Linked DNA regions of Mus musculus: all the other regions are linked to region 4. A link is a contact called in public Hi-C and promoter capture Hi-C data. All regions are on one chromosome and are shown on one strand. The core of a region is the stretch at or near the end of the contact, and the rest is flanking DNA. Distances in the headings are between cores, read along the strand shown. Region 1 holds the start of Esyt2 (extended synaptotagmin-like protein 2). Region 2 holds the start of Wdr60 (WD repeat domain 60). Region 3 holds the start of Zfp386 (zinc finger protein 386 (Kruppel-like)). Region 4 holds the start of Sp4 (trans-acting transcription factor 4).

Region 1 (2,700 bases), core at 182-2,681, 2.0 Mb after region 4:
CAATAGGTTCAAATACTCAATAAGTAAAAAGCAATTTTAGGAAAAAATAATCAATACCATAACTTATCATTACTGTTAACACTTTCAAAATCTCCCTCTATATATGTTAGATCCTGGATATTAAATGATCATATCAAAGTGCCTAGTCTTCCCTCTGGTATTTTAAACAATGAAACAAACATTTCAATTCTTCTAACATAAGCTTTTCAGGAACACTTCAATCGTGTTAGACACAACTAAGAAATGAATGAGTCTTCCTGATTTTTTTAATTAACTTCTCCCCATATTGGCTGTCACTACTTTTTAAATCAGAAAGGAGAATCTGGACGGTTCCAGGCCTGCAGCGCCATGCTTGCAAAAGGTTTACAGAATCGCTCTGGACAACTGAGATCTCATCGCCCACCAAGTGTGCTTCTGGGCGGTAGTCACTGCCAGCATGAGAGGAGGAAGAGGCCCAGCAACTAACAATGACCAGTTCTGCCAAGTTAGGAAGTATTCACTACCTGCGCACTTTGCTAGCGATGGGCGAGGAGGACTGAAAGCCAGGAAGAGGACTGAGAGCGGACACTCTCGGAGCAGATAATGACCAGGACACCTCGCCCAGGATGAGGGTGGGGACAGCAATAAGGACACCTGACTTAGGTGGGGGAGGCGGTGCGCTGACACAAGTGAGACTCGGACGCAGACCGTCGCTCAGAGCCGGGGTGGGCCACAGTGGCCAGAACTCCCGAGGAAAGCAGGTGGGCAGAGTGCTGACAGCAGACAGCAGTTTACAGCAGGAGAGGCAGACAGCAGTAAGGTCGCACACCTGACTCGGTCCGGGATCCTGGTTGTGCGGATCCCGGATCGGACGGAGATTCGGAACAAGCGGTGGCTGACACTTCACTCGGGCTGGGGCTTGAGTTCCCCACCCGTCACTGAGAAGGGGAGAAGGGTGGTGCGGACCTGACTCCGCTCAGGTCTGGGGGGGCAACACTCACCCAGGCGGGCAGGTCGCAGGCGCGCACTCCCAGGCGCACAGCTTGCTCCTCGTCCTCCAACAGCGCCAGCGCGCGGCACAGGCGGCTGGCCTTGAGGCCGCGGCTCCGGCGGCACCAGGCGAGCAGCCCGAGCGCCAGCAGCACCCAACTGAAGCTCAGCCCCAGGTAGCCCAGGGCGTACACCGGCAGCAGCAGCGCGAAGCTGCGCGCCAGCTGCCCCAGCAGCCCCGGCAAGTCCACACTCAGAGCGCTGCCCGGGGCCTCGGGCTCGGAGCGGCCCCCAGCCCGGCCAGGACCGGCCTCCGGCCCCTCGCCCCCCGCGCTACTCATCTCCAGCCGCGCTGAGCACTCCTCCCTGCCGAGGCGGGCGCGGCTCTCCCACGGACCGCAGGTCGCTCTAGCCCGCGCGCCAGCGCCCCACTGAGGGGGACCGCGGGCTCCACCGCTCCACTCCTCAAACGGGCGGGACTTGCCGTCATCACAGTGCGCAGGGCCCTCCCCCACCGAGGCCTCTCCCAGAGAGGGGCTTGCTCGGGCTGAGTGCGTGGTTTGGTGACGCAATCAGCATGCGCCCGACTCTTCCTCACTGGGATCCACTGTTCAGAGACAGCCGACCCTGAAAGAATCTAGGGCGGGGCGACGTGTCAGTCGCCAACCGGATCCCGCTCCCTCGTCCGCGCCCTCAGGAAAGATCCCCCGGCGGCGAATGGTCTGTGCCTGGTGTCATCGCGCGGTCGGACCCGCCTCTGCGCTGGGGTTGCTGTGCTGCTACTCTCCGGTCGTTACACCAAGAAGGGGCTGCAGGCGAAGCCATCACGCCAGGCAGGCCCCGCCCCTAACCTGTGAGGGCGGTTCGGTCTGCGCCCTCGGAGGGTGGGCGCCGCGCCAGGGGGACACACCCGGACTTGGCTCGCAGGGACGGCCGGAGAGGGAGGTGTGGCTTCCGCGGGTGTTGGAAGGGAGCAATGGCCCTGACTAGTGGGAAGGCTAGCGGGCTGAGTCCTTTCCAGCTTAGCGGAGAGCTCGGCGTTCGTCAGCCAACCTCTTGCCTGTCCTAGCTCCCTGGCGGAGAACTTGAACTTGCAGGTTCCTAGGGTGAGAGGATGGCTCCTGGGCCTGCCTCTGTGGAATGAGAACTTTGCGCCTGCTGCAGTAAAATTTACCTTGAGGCCTTACTGTGTGGTGGCGCCTCTGGGTCTAGTACTCCTTCAGGTCTGACTTCCCAAACAAAATGGCCCCAGTGAGCTTAGGAAAGCACAGTTGTCATGAAGATTTAAAAAAAAAAAAAAAAAAAAAAAAGGCAGCCAGGGTCCACCACCCCCTACCCCCGTCAAGGCCAAACTCTTAGGGGACATCTGAGGGGACATATGTGAAGCTTGCAAAAAAGAAAAAGGAAAAAAGGGAAGTAAGGAAAGGGAAGAGAAGAGAAAAAAAGACATCTGCTTTAAAGTTTGCTAAAGAGGAGCTGGAGAGATGGCCCAGCACCTGAGAACCCAATTCCTGAGTCAATTCCCAAAATCCACATCTGGCTGTTCACATGCACCTGTATCTAAAGCTCCATGGGATCTAATACCTCTGGTCTTCACAATCGCCTGTACACACACACACACACACACACACACACACAGAGGCATAATTTTTAAGAAAATTTTCCAGGAGGATAATTCCACGACTATGATTGTGGAATGTTGCAGATTCAGAGCCAAGTTATCCTGGGTCA
Region 2 (2,700 bases), core at 44-2,543, 2.0 Mb after region 4:
TATTTAGGCGACTGCAGTGAGCAGAGAGTGGTGTTCCTTACTCGATCCTTCCCCTTCATTACCTGACTTTATTCTTTCCCCATGAACCTATCCCAACATCCAACTATAGCACCTGTCTCCCATTTGAATGCTTTGTAGCTTCACATTAAGAAGTTTTGTGTCATGACATTCAATACCCTTCACAAATTTGCACACACCTCCCTTTTCATCTCTAGCCATCTCTCCAGTCATGAAATCCAGACCCTTTGTTACAGGTGTGCTCTGCTCATTAAAGAAGCTTCTAATCACATGTGGGCTTTGGGTACTTGGGAGGTGGCTAGTCTTGACATATTCTGTAAGTAAAGAATTTTGAAGACACTACAAGTTTTTAAAAATACGTTAATACTTCAAATATATACTGCACGTTAAAGTGATAACAGTTTATGCCTGTCTCTGGTAAAATATACTATTAAATTTAACCTTTTTCAACTTTTGAAAATGTAGCTCCTGGGGTTGGGGAGATAGCTCCGTAGATAAAGCATTTGTCATGCAAGCACGCAGACCAGGGTCTGGATCACCATCACCCACGTAAAAGTCAGATGGGGCAGCCTGCTTCTAACCTCAGTGCTCATGAGGCAGAAATGGCCATAGGCAAGAACCAGTAAAATTCTGTAAGAACTGGACCAAAATAAACCACAGCCAACACCAAGATTACCTTCCCTCTAAGAAATGTACTGGATTAGTAGAAACAAAGATAATAGACCTTAAGCAAAGATGAAAGACTTAATGTATGTTAGTACCTTTTGTATGACAAGGATTTGGCTTAGTGACCTTTGTGTGGTGTTAAGTGAGTGGAAAGTCAAATTCTAACGTGGGTTACAGTAATATGTAACTTAGAAAAGTGTGCGAATAGTAAACTTCTCATCTGCAGAAAAAGCTCAGAATGCTAACATACGATCTAGATACTTCCTAAGTATCGCTAGGCAGACAGCCTAGTCTTGAACTCACAAAGATCCTTCTGCCTTGTCTCCATTGTAATAGAATTAACTAAAGGTGTGCGCTGCCGCAGTTGGCCACAAATGATTTTCATGAAAAGACAGTCTATAGGGTGTGAGTTGAGGAGGCAAAGCCTTGTTCAAGTATAAAGCTCAATCACCGTTTCCTTCCCATCTCTCGTTGTCAACTGTGAGGGTCAAAGAAGGATCAGACAAAGAAACTCAAGACATAAGAAAAGGCTCCTGCGTGTTTGCAGAAAACACGGGCGCGCAGGCGCGCGTGCTGGGGACGGCCGCGGGGCATGCTGGGCCAGCGCCTTCGGCCCGTTGCTAGGAGGCGGGGACGCCGGCCCTCCTGGGACCCAAGTCGCAGCAGGCCTGGCTGGCTGGTAGAGCTGAGCGACGGCGGGTTTATCTTCCTCCGGTGGCCCGCGCCTGCTGGGCCGAGGACACGCGGCTGTCCCGGCCTCGAGGAGCGATGGAGCCTGGGAAGGTCGGTGCGCCGCGGGGCCCAGCCTGGTCCGGCCCGCGCCCCCATTACCCCCCTCTTTCTTGGCAATGGAGATCGGGTTCCTCCTGGGCCTGCACTTAGGAGAGAGCTGGAGGCGGAGTTTGGGTCGAGGTCTCAGCTCTGCTGTTGCCTCTCACTTCTTAGCTCCAGGTGCGGTTTGTGGAGGAGTTTCTGGACTCATCCAGAGGCGAGGCTGAGTGTCAACTTCAGGAAGGCACAGGACTCCTGAAAAAAAAGTGCCGCAAGGTGAAACATGAGTCTCGTTAAGGTAGAAGGTTGTTGACTTTAACTTTGGTAGGTCGTTTATATCAAAAATCCATCTCTTAGGTTTTCCGGTTTGGTGCAATACAGGTTTTTAAAGTATGTCCTTATGGCCCTATTAACAACTCATGATAAATCCTATGAATTACCTTAGCGTCTATTATAAAGGACCCTTGTCTGCTTTAATTAATTTAGGTCTTCTCTTTCCATCTTTTAGTTTACTGGGTAAAAGTTTGCCCATTTTGTTGATCTTTCTGAAAGAGTCAGCTCTTTAGTTTCATTGATTCTTCGTACTGGTTTGTGTTGTTACAGTTTCTTTGATTTCAGTCCTGAGTTTGATTTTTTTTTTTTTGTGCCATCTACTCTTTTGGGGTTATTATTTCTTCTTGTTTTTCTAGGGCTTTCAGGTGCATCATGAAATTACCAATATAAAACCTCTCTAGTTTTTTGGTGGAGACACTTGGTGCTATGAACTTTCGTCTTACAAACTGTGTTCATTGTGCCCTGTAGGTTTGGCTATGTTGAATTTTTATTCAGTTTTAAAAAGTTTATTTTCCTCTGTGATTTTTGTTTTGACTCAATTTTCATTCAGTAGTAAGTTGTTCAGTGTCCATGAGTTTGTTTGGTATTGTTGATATTCAGCTTTACTCCATGGTGGTCAGATAGGATTCAGGGTGCTATTTCAGTTTTCTTATATGTATTGAGGCTTGCCTTGTGTTCTAATATGTGATCATGAGCTTTGGAAAAGAAAGAATATTCTTTAGAGTTTGGGTGGGATATTTGTGTGTGTGTTTGTCTGTCAATTTGACTTACGATATTTTTTGTTTGTTTTGTTTTTTCATTTGCTTTTTTAAACTCCAGCAACTTCTCTGTTTAGTTTTTTTTTTTTGGATGACCTGTCTGGATGGAAGTCAGGTATTGAAGCCATGCACTACCACTGTGGTTTTTATCTGT
Region 3 (2,700 bases), core at 173-2,672, 2.3 Mb after region 4:
GGGCTTCTAAGGTCAGAGTCTACGAGCCTGAGGGCATCCAGCTGCTCCCTCACTGCACCTCGAAGCTCAGGCTGTTGTCTAAGGAGTGGGCACAGAGGTCAATGTGTGCTAGATAATAAGCACACAGCAGTTGTGGACACAAGGTGCCAGGCCCAAGTGCAGGAAATCACTAAAGCTGAGGGTGGGGGTCACGAAAGGGGAAAAACTCAACCGAAAAACATTGTGGGAAGGTATCTGTGGCTTAGAAGGCGAAAGGAGGAGCGTACAAAAACCAAATCAAAAGACTTAAACAAACAACCAGCCTGGGTGTTGAAAGGGTGAACTGTTAAGAAGCAAAAGACGCAAAATTTCTACAAAATGGTATTCTGAGGATATCTCACATGTATGACAGCAAATGTGATTAAATGCGCAGACCTGCAAAAGACTGGACCTAACAATACTTCCTTGTCCTCACCCCTCCCTGAGGATTTGTGGGCAGTGAACAGTTGGTAAGTGGTTGAGAGATATTTTCTAGTGTCCTGTTGCCACTAATTATATGCCCGGGCTCCTGTAATTAATCCCTCGGTAAATAACCCTAACGAAGTTCCTTGGCTTACCAAACGATAGACTTTTGTCTATCCTAGAGCAGCTAGGAAAGAAGGGAGTTATCGTGGGAGAGGGACAGGAAAGAAACAATGGAGGATATGTTCAAAATACATATGCATGTGTGAAAATGCCATAATGAAACTCATTAGGATGTATAATTAATATATACTGATACAAAAACTTAAAGAAAGCCAACGATAAAGCGCCATTCATTAAATCTTTAGAAAAACGATGTCAAAAGCCATCTGATTGAAATACATCACGGTAACCCATCAGTTGATATTGATTGGGAATGGCACACAGAGTTGCAGGGTGGGGAAAGAGTTTCGGATCTGACCTATTTCTGGTACATCCACCAGGCGCAAGGGGGAAACGGGAAAACTCTGGGAGGCGAGCGGGAGCCCCGCTGCTGTCCCGCAGGAACCTCCGCCACGGAGACTGGATTATCTGATGCTCCTTCAGGCCATCTCCCGCAGTCTGCTGGCTGCAGACACAGAGGCCGCTGCAAGGCAAAGGCCTGGTAGCAAAATCAGTGTTTGCTCTGCTCCTCCCTTCCGGGGCACCCGAGGACGCCAGGTCCGTGCAGCCGCCCAACTCCGCCCTAGGCCGAGCCGACCAGGCCCGCCCGGCGCCCCCTCGGAGCGCAGACTCCCGCCTACTCAACCCTCCGCGCAGCCTCGCGACCATTGCTCACCATCTCCATGGCTCTCCTGCATCTCCAGCACCCGTGATTTCGTAAGGGCCACCGGGGCTTCCAAAAGCTGGAAAACACGCTCACATTTTCCAACACAAAGGTCGCGTACGGGATGTGGACTCGCGATATTGTCAAGGCTCTGTGAACTTGATTGGCGGGTTCTCAGCCAATACTTTTCCAGCAAAGTGACTGCCATCACTCCCGCCCCGCCCTCCTGATCTTGATTGACATCAGATAGCACCAACCCACGGCCGAATGAGGTCCGAAAGGCAAGTTCTAGGATGAACCTGTTTTTGAGGCGGGCTTCGACGGATTTAGTTTCCAGGGCGACCTGTGGCTTTTCCTTCTTCGTTATGCCTTGCGACTCATCACTTGTACTTGTGTAATCATATGGTCCACAAGTCAGGGAACATAACGACAATTAATTTTATATTTCCTAGACCATGTTTGGACTCGGATCTCCTTCCTGGGTTTTGAGATAGGAAGCATTCCCAAGTCAGCAGTGTCCAGTACAAATGAGAGGTTCAGTTTAAACTATTCTAGTGTTCATTTTAAGAAATTTAAAGAGCGGTGTGTGCTAGAGCACGCTTCATATCCGAGTGCTGAACAGGCATTAACATGTTCAGGGGCCAGTGAGGATGTACCCTTCCCTCATAATCAGCTTGAAAGGAGACCCTTCTTTCCCTGGTAGCACTAATTTTTTTAGAAAAGGAAGCATCAAACGGATGTTACAAATGGCTTGGGATATCAGGATTGTACCTAATATGATGCTAGTAGAAAAGGGAAAAATTCTTGTGTTATGCTTGCTTAAAGATTTTATTTCATATAATACAGTTTCTAATGTGACAGTTATCAAGGGCCCTTCAAGATTAATGACACTTGCTAATATATTAGTGGAGAATTTAGTAATTGATGATCCAATTATGGACTATGGCTAGAAGGATGGTTTAGAAGATAGAAAGGGTTGATGTCTTTGGTCCTAAATTCTCTTGTAATTATAATGGAAATATTAACTGCAGTAGGATGCTGCTTGCTTGCTTGTTTTCTTCCTTCCTTTCTTTTGTCAGTGACCTTTTAAATTTTTTTTAAGATTTGTTCTTATTTTGTTTATTCTTTATTCTTCTATCATATATTTTACATCCCCATGGTAGTCCTCCCCCCAACTTCCCTTCTCCCCCATATCCAACTAGCCTCCTCCCCTCAGGGAAGAGCAGACCTCCCAGGGACCAAACACTGCATACAAGCTACAATAAGACTTCACTCACATCAAGGCTGTATGAGGCAATCCAGTAGGATGGAAAGGGTCCCACAGGTAGACAACAGTATCAGTGACAACTCCTGTTCTCACTGTTAGGAATTCCACAAGAGACCAAGCTACTCAACAATAACTGATATGCAGAAGACCTAGGTCAGATCCCTAC
Region 4 (2,700 bases), core at 170-2,669:
GCTTTGGTACACTTCATCAGTCGCTCATATGGTCGGTCCCTGGTATCTTGATTTCATGTCTTTGGAGAGAAGCTAGGGGCCGGTTCAGGAGCATTTGACAAAGTGCTTTGCGCAGCTAGCTGTGAATTCCACTTGCCTAGAAGCTTACGCTAAAACCATGACCAGAGCTGACCCACATGCAGCCAGGCTTTCCTTTGCCCGGACAACCTTGTGAGACCTCTAGGAGCGAGAAGCGCGCCAAGAACGCAGACTCTAAGGCGCACTCGTGGCCACCCTAGAAGACAAGTCACTAATCTGCACCAGCAGCCAGCCAGAGATACGACAAATAAAATGGAAGCTCCTGCTCGGTGGGAACACAGGCCTCGCGCTGAGACCGGAGGCCCCGGCAAGCTAGGTGAGCAAAGAAAGCAGGGCGAAGGGGATGTACCCCAAGTCAGCTTCATTCAAACCCCGAGGACACCAGACCCCGCCTCCCAACACCTCGGTCCGCTCAATCGCCGCGCGCTCCGGGTGTGAGCTCGCCCCGCGGGGAGCGGCTTTCAGCTGAGGGGGCGGTGGCAGAGGCGGTTCGGGCAGCCCCACTCGGCCGATAGGCCCAGGCAAACAACACCCATTTCTCCCTCCCCCCCGCGCGGGGTTCAACTCCCACTCGGCCCCGGCCACGCCCTGCTGCCACCGCCCCCTCGGGCAGCTCTAGGCTCCGCAGCCAGGCCGCGTTCGGGGGCGGGAGGAAGGCGGTGCCTCAATCGGAATAGCCGTCAAAAACTACGAGGCCCGAAAGCCTTTGCGGGAGAGGCCCGCCCGCCTCCTCCCACGACTCACTGTGCGTCAGCGGCCTCATCCAATGAGAGCCGAGCCAGGGAAAAAGGGCGCCCGGGTCCGGATGCGCCTTAGGAAAAGCCATGCTCACGCCGAGGGGGCAGCTGGCAGTCCACTCAGACCACGGGATCGCAGGGAGCTCACGCTTCCCCGCGCTCGCCCCGCTCCTCTCCCTTAAGCCTAGCTCCATGTCTTCCTTCCGCGGCCCCTCGCAGGATGCTGCGGCGCGCTTTTGAGTGGAGGGCGCCGGGAACTGAGTAGGGGGCGGGATATCCTGAGACAACAAGTTTGGCTGTATGGAGGGCCTGCCGGCAGCAAACCGCAGCTAGCTCACCGAGAGGGCACGCTCCGCGGGCCGGGAAGGCAGAAGCCGAACAGCAGCGAGCACCAGCCGGGCAAAGGGGAGGAGAAAGGGCGGCCCCAGCGCCCCGGCCCCGGCAGGTCGGCGGCCAATCCGCTGGGGGAAGGGGTGGAGAGTCGGCGGCGCCGGCGGAGGCAGGCCGAGGGGGGTGGGGAGTCGCCGCGCTCGCGCCGCCCTGGCTCCGCCCCCCGGCCCGCGCCGCCGCCCTCGCCGCGCGCCGCCGCTGTCAATCAAGGGCGAGTCAGCCGGGCTCGGGCGGAGAGAGGAGCTGCTACGCCACAGCCCAGCGGCGGCCATTCGCGGAAAAAGAGGCAGAGCCTGTGCCAGCTACAGCCTCCTCCGAGCCACCGCGGGCGGGCGGGACCGGCCTCTCCTCCCGCCTCGCCCCCACCCCCACCCACCTCTATCCCAGTGTCTCTGAGAGGGTTTGTCCTGTTAATGCGGGATGAGCGGTACGTATTCTCCACCCCCCTCGGTCTCCTTCACCGCCTCCCTTCGTCCCTCCCTCCCCAGACCCTGCTCGCTTCCCCCTCCCCCGGGGCCGCCGAGATGCTGGAAGGGGAGGAGGAGAGGGCGGGAGGGAACCAGGGGGAGGGAAGGAGGGCTGTGTTTTGTCTTAATGTCTGAGCTAGAACAACCTCCTTCTGGGTGTTGCTCTGGAGCCTATGGGTCGGGTTTCAAACCACGTTTCGTGAGAGCCCCCTCCTCCCTACCCTCCTTCTCCCCCACCCCCTGCCGGTGTGCACGGATCGCGGGTTTACGGAGATTAATGTTCAAGAGGAGGGAGGGGGAAGAAGGGAGGAGAACGAATAATAATAATCCTAATAACCTGTTGTCGTGTGTGTTGGTGGTGGTGGGGGGTTGTTGCAGATCAGAAGAAGGAGGAGGAGGAGGAGGCGGCAGCGGCGATGGCTACAGAAGGAGGGAAAACCTCTGAGCCAGAGAATAACAATAAAAAACCCAAAACCTCAGGCTCCCAGGTAAAAGCAAACGTTAAAAGAAAATTCAACACAAAGCTTTAGGGAAGAGAGGGAGTTATGCTCTTTAAGTACCCAGAAGTAAAGAACAGAATAAAAATGTTTATCCATTCAAAGCATCTTTCTGAGTGAGGAACTTAAATCGTAAATTCTTGAAGATTTCCCATCGTTGAGGCTATAACGATGTTTATATTACACCAGGAATTCAGACTGTTAGAAGAAGGTGTCTATTTTCCCAAGGGCATTTTGAGTTTAGAAGAATAACACTTTAAGAAAGTTTACCAGAAAATTCCTTTTTATTTAAACTTTATGTAATAGGACTTGCCTTTTTATTCATATAGCTTCTATCACCTGCTTTTGTTCATATTTCCTTTTTAATTCTGCTGCCTATTGAGTGTGTTCTGATACTTAGAGCTCTCAAAATAAATAACCCCCTCCCGACTGCTGTCTTCCACTAAATCCGCCCACTTTTTTCCCCTCCCTCTCCTTTCCCCTCCCATTTTGGGTAGGACTCTCAGCCCTCTCCTCTGGCTTTACTGGCAG

What was found. Promoter capture Hi-C pulls out the DNA fragments that hold promoters and counts their contacts. A called contact is a pair of places that touch in the nucleus more often than the background predicts.
Region 1: a promoter capture Hi-C map of pre-B cells shows a contact between it and region 4, with 3 times the contacts expected there. The contact joins the promoter of Esyt2 here to the promoter of Sp4 in region 4. A contact is called at or near these places in 4 of 39 promoter capture datasets (the C10 cell line, hematopoietic stem and progenitor cells, hippocampal neurons and 1 more), 5 of 484 Hi-C or Micro-C datasets (cerebellum, embryonic stem cells and uterus) and 2 of 9 other capture datasets (adipose tissue and liver).
Region 2: a contact with region 4 is called in a promoter capture Hi-C map of pre-B cells. The contact joins the promoter of Wdr60 here to the promoter of Sp4 in region 4. A contact is called at or near these places in 4 of 39 promoter capture datasets (the C10 cell line, hematopoietic stem and progenitor cells, hippocampal neurons and 1 more) and 1 of 9 other capture datasets (adipose tissue).
Region 3: a Hi-C map of uterus shows a contact between it and region 4. The contact joins the promoter of Zfp386 here to the promoter of Sp4 in region 4. A contact is called at or near these places in 2 of 39 promoter capture datasets (the 3T3-L1 cell line and pre-B cells), 2 of 484 Hi-C or Micro-C datasets (muscle stem cells and uterus), 1 of 115 datasets of contacts at active chromatin or transcription factors (astrocytes) and 1 of 9 other capture datasets (liver).

Annotation. Positions count from the first base shown.
Region 1 is chr12:116,279,953-116,282,652 of GRCm38.p6, reverse strand. It overlaps Esyt2 (extended synaptotagmin-like protein 2), which reads right to left and starts at 1,431. Exons shown (of 22, transcript NM_028731.5): 1 at 981-1,431. The coding sequence starts at 1,310.
Region 2 is chr12:116,261,618-116,264,317 of GRCm38.p6, reverse strand. It overlaps Wdr60 (WD repeat domain 60), which reads left to right and starts at 1,293. Exons shown (of 22, transcript NM_146039.3): 1 at 1,293-1,467. The coding sequence starts at 1,453.
Region 3 is chr12:116,046,446-116,049,145 of GRCm38.p6, reverse strand. It overlaps Zfp386 (zinc finger protein 386 (Kruppel-like)), which reads right to left and starts at 1,422. Exons shown (of 3, transcript NM_019565.4): 1 at 1,280-1,422. The coding sequence starts at 1,288.
Region 4 is chr12:118,300,159-118,302,858 of GRCm38.p6, reverse strand. Sp4 (trans-acting transcription factor 4) reads left to right here and starts at 1,419. Exons shown (of 6, transcript NM_009239.4): 1 at 1,419-1,632; 2 at 2,051-2,160; 3 at 2,667-2,700. The coding sequence starts at 1,626.